Linked DNA regions of Danio rerio: region 2 is linked to region 1. A link is a contact called in public Micro-C data. All regions are on one chromosome and are shown on one strand. Each heading gives the region's core, a stretch centred on a gene start, on an enhancer-like site or on the middle of the called end of the contact. The rest is flanking DNA. Distances are from core to core; before and after follow the strand shown. Region 1 holds the start of mcf2la (mcf.2 cell line derived transforming sequence-like a). Region 2 overlaps mcf2la (mcf.2 cell line derived transforming sequence-like a).

The links. A called contact is a pair of places that touch in the nucleus more often than the background predicts.
Region 2: a contact with region 1 is called in a Micro-C map of caudal fin, with 9 times the contacts expected there. The contact joins the enhancer-like site here to the promoter of mcf2la in region 1. A contact is called at or near these places in 4 of 18 Hi-C or Micro-C datasets (caudal fin, embryo, hematopoietic stem cells and 1 more).

Annotation. Positions count from the first base shown.
Region 1 is chr1:49,757,606-49,760,305 of GRCz12tu, forward strand. It overlaps mcf2la (mcf.2 cell line derived transforming sequence-like a), which reads left to right and starts at 1,289. Exons shown (of 30, transcript XM_073954173.1): 1 at 1,289-1,324; 2 at 2,666-2,700. The coding sequence starts at 1,319.
Region 2 is chr1:49,876,426-49,879,125 of GRCz12tu, forward strand. mcf2la (mcf.2 cell line derived transforming sequence-like a) reads left to right here. Exons shown (of 30, transcript XM_073954173.1): 14 at 1-125; 15 at 2,273-2,325. Among named protein-coding and RNA genes, the nearest start is that of cab39l, 28 kb to the right of the region's middle. Within about 2 kb of position 1,251, at least 8 of the 62 cell types and tissues checked have an H3K27ac peak or open chromatin away from gene starts, as enhancers often do.

The DNA.
Region 1 (2,700 bases), core at 39-2,538:
CTGTAGTTTAAAATTACGCTGTATTTTGTCTCCTCTAAAGGCTTATTATGTGGTCTCTGTTGCCATCTTGTGGATAGACAACGTCAACCGTCTTTGGTCTACTCAGTATAGCAGGCTAATAGCTGCCAATGCGCTGTCTCAGAAATTATAAATATTCAAAATAGGGAATATCCTTATAAATGAACTGCATAGTTGCAATCTAAACTATATTCTTGACCAAAAAAAGCCTCAAAAGTACATGATGTTGTCCAACAGCTGCAATATTTGTATAATATAAGCGGTACAAATGCTTTTACTGGCAGAATATATCAACCAATCAAAATCAAGACCCAAACCAAACTGTTGTATGTATGTGTGTATATATATATATATTCATTCATTTTCTTTTCGGCTTAGTCCCTTTATTATTCTGGGGTTGCCACAGCGGAATGAACCACCAATTTATCCAGCATATGTTTTACGCACCGGATGCCCTTCAAGCTGCAACACCCATCTCTGGGAAACATTCATACACACTCATTCATACTCATACACTACAAACAATTTAGCTTACCCAATTAACCTTTACCGCATGTCTATGGACAGTGGGGGAAACCGGAACAGTTCTGTCTGATTCTTGAAACAATCATGCTCTGCTTTAAAACGTTTTAAATTTATAAAACATAAAAATCACAGAGAGTTGGAATAGATGTTTTAATCCCAGTTTCTTTGCAAAAAAAAAAAAGGTTCTGTGGACTGGATGTGTACACATGTTATTATAGAAACATGGTGCCTGTCAATCAATTTGGTGGGGCGGGGAAACCACGCTCTTACTTCCCGTTGCATTGGGCCTCAAAATCACTGGTATTTGGGTGCTATTGTAACGTTAAGAATTAAAAAAAAAAAAACAGACACTCTTTGGGTTTCTAACACTCCAATATGACAGTGGACACACTACAACTTTAATCAGTTCTGTCCAAACAGCATAAAGTTGATTTTCATCATAGGTGCCCTTTAGACTACGATATGTAATCGCTTTAATGTCTTTTAGAAGCCTTGAATGTAATATGGAGGGGGAAGTATTAAAGCATTAAACAACAGAACTGTGACAAACCTTCTTGCTGTGCTGGTTCGAGTCTTGGCTTTTTGTTTGCTTTTATGTTTGTCCAATATTGTGTTTGAGCATTGTTGTCTTTTATGAATTGTTTCTCTTCTTTAAAGTGCTATTCAGCTTCTGGGAATTTAAAACAAATGTAATTTTGTAATTCTGCTTGTCGAACACAAGATGTCGCCACGTTCCTCAAGCACAGAGTTCTGAGCTCCTCGAGGTACAGTCTTGATGCAGGTAATGCAGCACTACTCATCCATGATTCTATCTACTACATTTGTGTAGTTTCATCCTTTGACGATATCAAATTGTGTTTAATTTTTATAAACGTCTGCAAAATAACGACTGAAAAAATACAGAATTAACCACGAACAAACCCAAATGTCCTTTCTTGACCTTGAATTCGATGATGACTGCAGTGTATTAAATGCCATGCAGTTTTTTTTTTTCAAATTATGACTGTTTGACATATATGACATGGATATGACAACACACCTGGTGAGTTTCAAGTTTTATGGGGACTTACCACACACTAACGTATTTTTTAATACCTAACTGTATTTTCCTCTGTTACTTTTACTTTCCCCCTAAACACGACACTCGCATGTTTGAAATACTTCATTCTGTGATACACACACATTGTAAAGATGTTTTCTAAAAAAAAACTAAAAACTATGGGACTAAAAAATCAAAATGACTGGTATTAGTTTCTTTTGATTAAACATTTGGTCTCCACAATGTCAGGTACACACACTTGGTGAATTGTGATGACATTTCCATAGATTTTCATTGTTTTTATGCAACTATACTATTTTCTATTACTCTACGCCTGCTTCTTACAGTAAACTGTAGTTCTACCTTCTGAAGAAAAGAAAACTCATTCTGTATGATTTATAGACATTTTGAAAAATGAGGACATCAGCAATGTCCTCATAATTCACCATCTCTTTGTAAATACCTGTGCCATACATTGTAAATTGTAAAAATGCTGGGTTCCACAGAGGTCCTGCATGTTGTCCCAACACAAATCAATAAAGTTAATTTACAGTAATTGTTTTTACAAACTCAAGTGAATTGAACAATTAAAACTATTAAGTTGTCCTCCCCCAAAAAACCCATAATTGTGTTGATTCCGCTAATTTTAAAGAAGTAGTTAGAAAAAGCAGTAAAACACACACTCACACACACACACACATACACACACACACACACACACACACACACACACACACACATGAATACTTACACAAACTGAGCACATGCATGTTTGTAGGTCATGGTTCCTTTGTCAGAGTTGTAAATACAGTGACCTTAACATTACTCATATGCGCATACCTGTGTGTGTGTGTGTGTGTGTGTGTGTGTGTGTGTGTGTGTGCACAAACTGCCTGGTTGATGCAGAGCCTAAGTGTACATGTGTGTCAGTGTGTTGCTGTCTCATCTTTGCTGCTTTGCTGAGGCATCTCTCTCTCTCTCTCTCTCTCTCTCTCTCTCTCTCTCTCTCTCTCTCTCTCTCTCTCTCTCCAGCATCTCTTGCAGCAGCAGTCTTCAGCTTCAGTCGTGTGTTCTCCTCTGCAGCTCCTGCTCTCCTGGCTCCTGCTCATCATGATCCT
Region 2 (2,700 bases), core at 1-2,500, 120 kb after region 1:
CATGCAGGAAATGTTTGAGAAGAGAAGGGTCAGTCTGAAGAAGCTAGCAGCTAAACAAACTCGACCCGTGCAGCCTGTCGCTCCACGTCCTGAAGCCATCATCAAAACACCAGTCTCATCTCCAGGTTAGCACTAAAACCTGATTTTGTAGCTTATGTTTGATTCTATGGCATGACACAAACGCTTTGGGTGAAATTTATTCAGCAGTTTTTCACCCAAGTTATTTGTAATCTGTGTTATTGGCCAGCTGTAGATATCTGATAGGATTAAATGGGGCTATACTGTATGTAGAATTCAGAAACCCTTGTTATAAACAGAGAAAGGTCTCATTTAAAAAACAAAAAACCCTACAAATTTTTGAAAAAAAAGTAAATTTACAATCCCCCTAGAGTTAAACAGATGAGTGATTCTGTTTTTGAATTCATTCAGTCAATCTCCGGGTCTGGTGGGAGCACTTTTAGCTTAGCTTAGCATAAATAATTGAATCGGATTAGACCATTAGCATCTCGCTCAAAAATAAAACGAGTTTTAATTTTCTTATTTAAAGCTTAATTCCTTTGTAGTTACATTGTGCATTTAGACTGACATAAAATGAAAGTTGCCATTTTCTAAGTCGATATGTCTATAAACTATACTCTCATTCTGGTGTAAAAATCAAGGAAATTTGCTGCTGTTCCATGTCTGCAGCAGGAATAGTGCCATTAGTCTTAGTACATTATGTAACTACAGAATAGTCAAGCTGTAAATCATAAAATTACTGATACTTTTTGGTCATTTCTGAGCAAGAAGCTAATGGTGTAATCTGTTTCAATGATTTATGCTAAGCTAAGCTAAAAGTGCTCCCAGCAAAGCCGGAGATTGGCTAAATGGATTCAGAAGTGGTAACAACACATTACAAGTTGTAAAATGAGCCTATTCCAAAGTGGATCGTTTCTTTAACTTTTATTACAAGCTATTCACGCACGGTCAATAAATGTTTCTTTCATTACAGCTTCTTCATATAGCTAAATTATGCTACTCCCTTTATTTATTTCTGAATTAACTCTTAATAAACTTCAATGAATATTACATGAGCTGAGCCTTTTTAGCTGAGGTAAACACATTAAAACAGCAGTATATTCAGTGGAGCGGTGGTTTCTGTCCTCTGCAGTGCGCTAATGTTTGTCCTCTCAATGTCGTCCACTAACCCACTCCACACACTCCTGCACACTGCCTATTCTTATTTCTGATCGCTCATGCACATTAAACATGGCAGACTTATTTCACACTCCTGCCATCTGGTGTTCATAATTGAGAACTGCAGGGGTTTCAATGTGTGTCGTATTTAAAGGGATAGTTCAAAACCAGAATCCACACTGTAAAAAATGCCGGGTTCCACACAAGTCTTTCTTGTTGTTCCATCACAAATCAATAAAGTTAACTTATTCTTTAAACAAATTAAAGTAGATTGAACACAACACAACTAAGTTGTCCCCAAAAAAACTCAGCAGTTGTGTTGATTCAGTTGATTTTGGATAGTTAGTTAGAACCAACAGCAAGAACATTTTTTGAGTGCATGGATTCTATAGTATGATTAAAAAAAGTCAATGACTGCTGTTTTACGCAATTCTTTAATATATCTTAAACAGGTTAGGAGCAAGTGGAGCACAAGTAAGGCTCAATCCCAATTCTATTTTTGTATATCTCATTCTCAGTCACTAGACTTTTCAGACTGGGTATTCGAGTGCCATTGAGTGTCAGATGTGAAAGTATGTCGTGTGACTGCTATACTTGGTTTATTATTAGGGATTATATGGCGAAATTTTTTCAAAAGTTTTTATTTTAGTGTTTTTTGTTTGTTTTTAACGGTAAAACATGAACTCAGTTATGATTGTATTAAAGCACGTGTTTGTTTGTTGTAAAAATTCATAAAAATGACAAAAATACTAATTTGTGCATCTCCTGATTCCCGTGTGCAGCCATGCTGCCGGTGTAGCTGGTGTATTCTGGGAAATTTTCTTACCCGTTTGGTTTCGAGTGTGGTCCTGGAAAAACTTTTAAGGGGTATCTAGCCCTTCCCCTCAGCCCTACGCCTTCAAGCTAAAGAGAATCAGGACACTCCTGCTGCTTCACGTGAACGCTCAAAACAAAGGGGAAGGGCTAAGTGGTAGAATTGGGATTAGGCCTAAATGATAACAGAATTGTATTTTTTGGATGAACTATTCTTTTAAGTAGCAGCTGTGGATTTTGTGTTGATTATTTGTGGTTTTAAGCTATATGTGTTTTATTCCAGCTCATAGAGAGAAGTCTATAGAAGGCGACGTCATCAATGGAAACTGCAAAAAAGTGGGTATCTATTTTAATTCAATAAGGAACACATGCTACAGTTGATGAGGTGTCAGAAATAAAATTTTCCTGTTTTATGTCAGTTGAAGGGTCAAATAAAGAGTAAAAAACTAACATAAAAGCAAAAATATAAGAAACAATTTGTTAAAAGTAAGATATTTTAGCAGTTATGTTTCTTTAGTTAAAACAACAAGTTTAAAGTTGAGATCTCCCATATTTTTGTCTGTATTATTCAGTCCTTCTCAACTCTGCGTATCCGGTACGGGGTACAAAGTGACATCATCAGGAAATAACTGTCGTTTTTAGAGGTCTGTCTGTATCAATAACGCCATATGTAAAACTGCGTGAAAGCCTAGAACAGAATGTCTATTTTTA